2 separate regions of the Mus musculus genome follow, and region 2 is linked to region 1. The links are chromatin contacts, called in public Hi-C maps. All regions are on one chromosome and are shown on one strand. The core of a region is the stretch at or near the end of the contact, and the rest is flanking DNA. Distances in the headings are between cores, read along the strand shown.

The links. Hi-C and Micro-C count contacts between places; a contact is called where the count stands out from the background.
Region 2: a contact with region 1 is called in a Hi-C map of bone marrow-derived macrophages, with 49 read pairs. The contact joins the enhancer-like site here to the promoter of Alox12e in region 1. A contact is called at or near these places in 6 of 39 promoter capture datasets (the C10 cell line, the HPC-7 cell line, HPC-7-derived erythroid cells and 3 more), 3 of 15 datasets of contacts at CTCF or cohesin (embryonic stem cells, pro-B cells and stem cell-derived epiblast-like cells), 60 of 484 Hi-C or Micro-C datasets (B cells, the Ba/F3 cell line, the C10 cell line and 27 more), 11 of 115 datasets of contacts at active chromatin or transcription factors (bone marrow-derived dendritic cells, bone marrow-derived macrophages, embryonic stem cells and 1 more) and 5 of 9 other capture datasets (adipose tissue, embryonic stem cells, liver and 2 more).

The regions. Positions count from the first base shown.
Region 1 is chr11:70,320,399-70,324,605 of GRCm38.p6, forward strand. Alox12e (arachidonate lipoxygenase, epidermal) reads right to left here and starts at 2,132. Exons shown (of 14, transcript NM_145684.2): 1 at 1,924-2,132; 2 at 1,287-1,488; 3 at 1,034-1,115; 4 at 830-952; 5 at 638-741; 6 at 332-492. The coding sequence starts at 2,058.
Region 2 is chr11:70,394,679-70,398,885 of GRCm38.p6, forward strand. Pelp1 (proline, glutamic acid and leucine rich protein 1) reads right to left here. Exons shown (of 17, transcript NM_029231.4): 6 at 3,803-3,862; 7 at 3,388-3,538; 8 at 2,965-3,094; 9 at 2,772-2,859; 10 at 2,337-2,425; 11 at 2,140-2,256; 12 at 1,878-2,025; 13 at 1,608-1,767; 14 at 982-1,037; 15 at 624-830; 16 at 1-514. Among named protein-coding and RNA genes, the nearest start is that of Pelp1, 13 kb to the right of the region's middle. Within about 2 kb of position 1,808, at least 14 of the 459 cell types and tissues checked have an H3K27ac peak or open chromatin away from gene starts, as enhancers often do. A contact at or near this core is called in bone marrow-derived macrophages, where this site is marked.

The DNA.
Region 1 (4,207 bases), core at 882-3,381:
TACTGACATCTAATAGGTAAGAGGCAGGAGATATTACTAGGACATTACTATACAGGGGAACACCCTAAAAGAAAGAATTATATAGGTCACAACCATGGCATAGCTCCAAAGTTGAGAAACTCCAAGTGATGATGAAACCTGTCACCATTTTGTATGCTAACCTTAAAAAATGATCTAAGAAAAGAAATCCTAAATGCAGATAAAGGAGGGTATTGATGATGGAGTCACACAAGGAGAGGTGGGGGGGAAGGAAGCAAGGAAAGGGAAAGAAATCGGTCAGAACCATGGGGATGGGGTTGGGTGCATAAGCTAAACAGAGGCAGCTCAGCACCTTGAGCTCCTTCTCCAGCTGGGTCTGTACGTCTTCCATCCCTGGAGGCAGGACCAGCCGGGCTGGAAGGCGCATGGACCGCCTCAGGAGCATGGGGTTTGCACCGTTGAGGAACTGGTACCCAAAGAGAGCATCTTCCTTCCAGGAACCACGGACCCGCTCTGAAGACATCCGTTGAGAACACAGTGTGAGCTCTAAACGTGCCCTCCAGCCAACCCATCATCTCCTGCCCTCTCTCCCCAGTTCTCTCGGATAGCTGGGTTGGAATTCTGATTAAAGAGACTTTAGGAAATTGTGGTCACTGACCAGGCAGAGCAGTCTTTGTATGTGGGAATACTTTCTGGTAATCTTCCAGCTTTTGTACACGACTTACAAAATCTAGAGTCCCCTTAATAGCAAAGTTCTTCAACCTGTGCAAAGAACACCGTGCAAGAAGATCAAGAAAGAGCCCACCTTACAGCTTAAGGCGAAACTGCGCAAACTCAACCAAGTACTCACTCTTTGACCAGAGAGAGGGAAAAATCTAAATCCTTATCCTTCATGAATCTCTGGTTCCGGGGGAGGTCCCGTTCAGTACTCCCTGCTATAGGCAGGATTAATCCCTCCTTCCAGGAGCCCCACCTGGGGAACAGATACGGAGCCTTACGTGAGACAGTGGGTTTGGAGGCTCTAGAGGGCGATCGACAGTTTTCTTGAACTCACCGATACACATTCCTTCTGTTCTCCAGCTCCTGCTCTCGATACTTCCTAAACAGGTTCTGAGTGTCATCAGTTACCTTCAGGGCTGGAAGAAGCAGACACAAAAGTGTGTCCTCTTAGGGCACCGCTCTGTGCCCTCCATCTCATCCTTTCTCGTCTCCCCCGCTCCCCTCTATCTCTAATCTTTTCTGTAATTTATTTCATAACAAGCCCAACGACCTCCTGCATCCTTCAGCGGCACCGCCAGAGTCCTCACCAGTGCCCTCGGTTAGGCAGATAGTCTCCTTGCCCTGCACCCAACTGTAGCAGGGGAAAAAGGCTTCTCCTTGGGTCCCAGGGCCCTGCACAGTGATGCTCTTGCAGAACCAGTCAGAATCCAATAGGCCTTTCTGTTTGCGCAGCTTCACCGCCAGGAGGCGCCCTAGATGCAAGGGGACGTCGACCTCCAGCTCTGTCTTCTGTGGGATAGGACACAGCTCCTAAGCAAGTCTGGGGTCCTCCGTGTGGGCAGCAGTGTCAGTGAGCCCTCGGAGAAGCTTGGCTTTGGCTCCAATTGCCCTTCTAAGAAGCACTCAAGGAAAGAGACCTGAACCGAGTGGCGTCGAGGAAGGAGCGGGGCGCTCTGCTGGGCTCCAGGCTCCTCTGTGCACCTGCAGCGCTCCCCAGTGTTGTCTCATCCCCGCCCCCTCTTTCTGCCCAGCCCCTCTCTCCTATTCCTTTCTCTGTCCCCTTTTCTCGCAGCCAGCCCACCTGCGCCTGCTATCACTCCCGGATCACCTTCTCAGTGGTTCTCTGGGATCAGGCTTCCTCCCCTCCCCACAGTTCCCAGAACCCCTGCAGAGTCTCAGATCCCCGGTTCTCCGCGAGAGCCCCACGTAGTGGCCGGCACTCACCCTTCCCAGCAGTGGCCGCAGCTGCTTCCCAAGGTCCGCCTCTCCATGCTCGCCCACCAGCCACAGATGCACCAGGTTGGCGGAGCCCGCAAAAACCGAGTCTCCAGTGGCTACGAGGATCTTGTACTTGACCATCTCGGCTGATCCTCTAGAGGGACCTGGGGGGAAACTGCTCTTAAGAGGATCTGAGAGGCTGCCTCCAGAGAGTCACACCTAGACCAGAGTTTGGTGTATTTGAATTGCCCCCGCCCACTCAGGTCCCTCCCCAACTAAGGAGCAGGTATCTGATTCTCACCTTCACTGTCTCTAGATGGTTTGCCAGCAGTTTCCAAAAATGCATCCCTACCTTGTTTTCTTGGCAAGGGCTTCATGCCCAGCCCTGAGCTAAGCACATCAGCTAGCTAAGTCTCACGCCCACCCAATTTTAGTGGAAAAAAAAAGCGCAGCAGGCAGTGATGACAGCAGTAGAAAGGCTTTGGGTGGGGCGCGCTTTTCCGTGGAAGTGAGCTTAGCATCTTGGCAAGGACCAAAGAGTTTTGTTGTTGTTTTTGTTGAGGACAGGTGCAGTAGAGGTGTTCATTGTTCAAACTGGAGAGCCCGAGGAGGGAGTTTGGAATTTCCCTATAGTCTGGAAGTTTCCATTGGACCTCCCTGAAACCTGATCTTTGAAGACAAAGCTTTAGGCTGAGCACCCATACTGTGGACAAACTGCAGGGAAGGGGACAGGGAAAGGAACAGGAGAGAGGACTCTCTTCAGGACTAAGTCTTCCCACCACATCTCCCAGAGTTCGGCCCCCCTTCCTCCTCAGAGCGAGTACAGGGGTATACCTCTCTGTCCTGTGACACTCCTGCCTCTGTCCAGGTGCTCCTGTGCTCCTGTGGACAAAAGTCCCTGAATCCACAATGGATTTTGCTTAAGAGCTAACTACTTAACTAACTGATCCCTTGCCTCGTGGTCGAAGAGTCCGTCAAAACATGCGGCTGAGAGCCGGGCGTGGTGCACGCCTTTAATCCCAGCACTCGGGAGGCAGAGGCAGGCGGATTTCTGAGTTCGAGGCCAGCCTGGTCTACAAAGTGAGTGCCAGGATAGCCAGGGCTTCACAGAGAAACCCTGTCTCGAAAAAAACAAAAACAAAAACAAAAACAACAAAACAAAACAAAACAAAACAAAAAAACATGCGACTGAGACCTGAATCTAAAAGTATAGATGTACTTTCTCAGACAAACGGGGGGGGGGGGGGGGGGAGGACACGGACTTGCCATTAGTTTATAGTGGAGCGGGTGCTTGAAGGATCTTGCAGAACAAACACTAAATGCAACTTGTCTAGTTCTTTACCAGTTTTCCCTCAGCCTTTCTTGTTGTTTGTTTTTGGAGACAGGCCCAACCCCTTTCTTGTGTTCCTTTCACTCCAGGACCCCTGCAGAGTCCCAGGTCCCCAGGTCTCTGTGAGCCCAGTTGTGGTCCTGCACTCGCCCTTCCCAGGAGAGCTGAGACAGCCCTGGTTGTCCTGGAACTCACTCTGTAGACCAGGCTGGTCTTGAACTCAGAGAGATCCATCTGCCTCTGCCTCTGCCTCTGCCTCTGCCTCTGCCTCTGCCTCTGCCTCTGCCTCTGCCTCTGCCTCTGCCTCTGCCTCTGCCTCTGCCTCTGCCTCTGCCTCTGCCTCTGCCTCTGCCTCTGCCCCTGGGTGCTGGAATTAAAGGCTTGTGCCACCATGCCTGGCTTTTTATTTTTTAAACAGTTATCTTGGCTACTTCGCATCAGTATCATGGCAGGGCTTTTTAAATGCATCTTGCTTATATAGTCAGAGAATATTCTATTTGATTCTAATTTTAAAAATATAGCTATGCTACCATCCCAGTGCTAATATTTGTTTATGGGTTGCACAATTTTACAATAATCATAGTTCACGTATCCCCCCATTGATACATGTTCTCATTATACTCCATTTAGCCCAGGCTGCCCGGAATTGCAGTTTTTCCATGACAGGCTCCAGAGTCCTGTGTTCTTTCTCATGGGGTGTGTGTGTGTGTGTGTGTGTGTGTGTGTGTGTGTAGACCAGAGAAGAACTTTTGGGAGTATCTTTCTCTATTGATCCCTACCTTATTTCCTTGAGACAAAGCCTCTCACTGGCCCAGGAGTTCACCATTCTGTCTAGGCTGACTGGCCAGTGAGATCTCAGGACCTGCTCATCGCTACTCCCTGCGTGTGCTGGGGTCACAGGCACTCAAAGCCATGCCTAGCTTACTTTGTGGGTCTTGAGGGTTGAAATGTAGGGCCTCC
Region 2 (4,207 bases), core at 558-3,057, 74 kb after region 1:
TTTCCAAGGAGATCTCTACATCAGATGCCTCCTCCTTATCGTAGTGGACAAAGGCTGGCCTAGGTACTCTCCCCCCAAAAGTTTCATCTGGAGGTATGCTAGGCGGAGGGGTCCCACTAGGAGCAAGGACAGGATCCTCACCGGAGCCTGCACGGTGGTTTTCAGGGCCAGGAAGGAGCCTGGGTGGAACAGATACCAGGCCTGGGACAGAGAGGCCTAAATGGTTGGCTGTTGCTGGAGGTCCAGGGCGAGAGGGCACTTGGCCTGTGGACGCCATAGAGCCTACTGTGGGAATGGGGCCTGCTGAGGGTAATGGGCCTGTGGATGGCACAGCACCTATGGAGGGCATGGGGCCTGGAGGATGGAAGGCCGGGGCCCTGAATGAAGATGGGGCCTCAGGAGGAGGGACGGGGGCAGGAGTGGGGCAGGCAGGGCCTGAGCTCTGTAGAGGAGGTACTCGGGGGTGTGTCAGAGCAGCACAGGTCACCAGAGCTTCTGAGCAAAAAGAGGAGACCTGAGAAAGGAAGGAAGGAGAGGCAAGAATGTCAGGAACACAGGGTCTCACGAAGCAAGCATCAGAACAAGAGAACCCAGGATCAGATCTGACTCAAGTCAGCAATTACCTCAAGACTATCTTCCCATTGGCCAAGAGAGAAAGCTTTCAGGGCACAGGCAAGAGGAGGAGGGCACCGAGGGGAAGGTGCCAGCAATAAAGCCAGCAGCAGGCGGTAGAGCCCGAGGCGACAGCAGGAACTGTTGTAAGGAGAGCTGCCCAGGACCTCACCCTGCTGGACACTCATGACCAGGGGCAGGACTAGATCATGAAGTCTCTGAAAAGAAAATAGTGTGAGTCTAGAAACATCACCTTCAAAGCCAGTGCCTCGTTCCCAGCTTTCAGTGGATCCACCTTTGGGGTAAACACTCCCAATGCACAGAACAGTGGCCCCTCCCCTCCATCAGGATCGGTCCCTACTAACTAACCCTGTGAGTCTCCTCCTTGATGAGAGGCCCGCACATAAGGATGGTCCGACTGAGGCCTGAGAAGAGAATGGTGTGTCAAAGGCAGACAGGAAGGCAAGGGCACACAGCCTAGCAGGGAGCATCCAGTTCTGTTACTGTCTACCCTGGGCAAGGCATTTACCCTCAGTTTCTTCCCCCAGTATAAAATGGGGATGATAGATAATGCTGGTAATTTACTACATGTATACACTGAGGAGGACTGGCCTCACCTTGGACAATGAGAGAGATAGCAGGTAGTAAGACTACCCGAAGGAGAGTCACCTAACATCACGGCATCCACTAACTCTGGCTCCATTCGCAGATGCATTAGATGCAGGGAATCCCCACCAGCATCCTGCTCTACCCTGCACATGAACCCCACTGGCATGGATCCCTGGATTCCCACCCACAAGTGCTCATACTGTCCCTGCCACACACAGCGCATATGTAAAGTGCTTGACTAAATTAAACTGAGATCTTGGAAGATCAGAAGAAACTACCAGATCCCCAAACTAAAAGCAGGGCAGAATGCTCTCAAGGTTGCACGGCTGCCTCTGCGCCTATGTGCTCTACTCTGCCGACTGGCTGACCAGCTCACACCAACCCACCTCTCAGTGCAGCTGCGCACACGTCACTGTTGGCATTCCTATCTCCTTTCCTTTGGCTGGGTGGAGCCAAAGCTTCCCCCATATCGAGCTTGAGCTTCTTAGGAGCACTTGGCTTCCCACTTTGCAAACCTCCATCAGAGCTTCCCCTGGTACTGCATAGCTTGTGGTAAAAGGAAACACAGTCACATGTACAGGCAAACAGGAAGTCAGGACAGTCAGTCAGGAAATAGGCACAGGAGCCAGGGGAACAGGAGCCAAGGTCTCACTAACCTTAAGAGCATCAGCTGGAGGGGAGATGTCACTGAGCAGGTGGGTGAGCAAGGCTTCTCCAGAGGCTCCTCCCTGAAGCATACCTGCTGAGGCCCCACAAACCTGCACCCATAGCTCTAAGATAGCATACACTTTGGTCCGAATGGTGCTGGAGAAGGAATAAGGAAAGCAGGGTATGAACGAGAGCTGACATGCCAGAGCCCCGGGGCCCCTGATGTTCTCATCCACCCTCTCCACTCTATCCGCCCTCGTGGACAATCACCTGTAAGGCCTCTCCTGGCCTGGAGCTAGAGTATCCCTCCCAGTGCTCCAGGCATTGAGAACCTGGGGAAGCAGCCGGCTGATCAGGGCACCAAAACGCAAAAGTCGACTTCCACACCTAGGGGCAGAGGACGGAACGGTGGCCTTCATTTCCAGTATGTTCGTTCCCTTCTCCACACCATGACCAAGTTTACTTACGCAAGGATCAGGGCAGAGAGCAAGTCCAAGGCCTCAAGGTGCAGAGAAGGCAGCAGCAGCAACCTGAGGGGACCATCTCCAAGCAAGTTCTGGAGGAAATTCAGCAACAGTAAGATGGAAAAGAAAGACAGAAACATAGCAGGTATATCAGATTATATAACATGAACCAACTCCCTGGCCCAGCTCAACCCAAGCCCATCTCCCATCTCCCATCCTGTAGGAGAGCTTGACCATGAGTGAGCCCTTTAACGACGCCTTGGCTCATCCCCAACCAGCACTGTCTGCCCTGACCACAGGTGGCTCTACCCTGTGTGAGGGAGTCCACGACACTTGCATATGCCTCAGGGACACTTTCAGAGATGACAGCTGGGTATTGTCCAAGTGGCCAGGGTCTTAAGCAAGACTACAATGCAAAGGAAGGCAAAATCCACTCACAATATTCTTGCTACTGATACCAAGGATCCGGCAGATGAGGTCCAGGATTTCCTGCACAGGAACGGACACAGGAGCCCCAAACTCAGAGCTAGAGAACCAGAACAAAGAGACCCTCAGAGCAGTCACCCTAGCTGACTCCACACACCCACCGCACCTTCCAGCCCCAAGCCCGTTCCCTTCAATAGCCACACACCTGAGCATGAGCCCCAGGCAACGGGCCAGGCCTGAAAACCTCTGCCGAAGCTGGAGGAGGACATGGGTGTTACCATCTTCTGAGTGGGAAAGCAGCATCTCTATTCCAGGGCCTTCACTCTGCACAGGAGCTGGGCAGCAATACAACCACCTATACACTCTGCCTTTCTCCCATCCCTCCTTTTCCCTTTGTACGAGCTGCCATGTGGGTGCTGAGAATCAATTCCCAGTCCTCTGGAAGAACAGCCAGTGTCCTTCACCACTGAACCCCTCTCCAGCCCCCACTCTTTCATTTATGCTAGATTACCCACTTATGTTCTCATCCATGTCACCCAGAAACCCACTGCCCGGCCTCTGTGGACCACACTTGTTCCCTCCTGCCACGCTCTCCAACCCATCTCCAGACTACAGCCCTGTTCCCTACCAGGCTCTGTTTCCTCAAACAGGGACCCCAGTAAGCTGTGCAGTGAGGTCAGCAGGCTGTGCAGCTCCTGTTCCCAGTTCTCTGTGTGCTTCAGTCCCTGGGAAAAGCCAGCACCTAACGAGGGCAACCTGGAGTAACACTCGCAGGCCAGCTGCAGAAGGGCAGAAAGCTGGTCAGAGAGGGACTAGCTTGGCCATGGGTCTCCCACCCCACTAATGGCCCAGAAAACAAAGCTCAACAAGTTCAAGTAACAGTGAGGCAGAATCCCTAAGAGTACGAAAGCCAGTAATTGTGTGTGTTAGGAGGAAGAAATTGAAAAGAGGGTCCAAATGCTGTGCAATTAACAGCTAAGAATAAGCTGTAAACGATGCCTCAGACCAGATCCCCGTACTTAGTGCCTCTCCCTTCCCTTTACCTGTTGGAGCTGAGGGTTCAGGGAATCCAATCGAGACAGGAAAAAGGAAGCCAGCTTTCCCTGGAGGAGGGGAGAAAGGAAGAGGCCATGGAACAATGCCGAGTGTCCATAGCAGTCCTTCTACCTGAGGTTTGACTTTCCTATAGACATGATGCATCCATGGGGTGATGACAGCCATTAACAGTATGTTTCTGGGGTAGAGACCCAGCACATGAGCTCTGGTTCTAAGCCTCCTTACTGGGAGAAAGAACCTCCTTCCTGCCATAAAAACAACTGGGCTCCCTCTGCTAGTTTTTGCAAGTGACAGTCACCTTTCTTTCTGAAGTCAAAATGACAGTTCTGAAAAACAGAACTGCCTACAGACTAACTCTGCATGATGAGCATAAATGAGGCCCAGCTAAAATG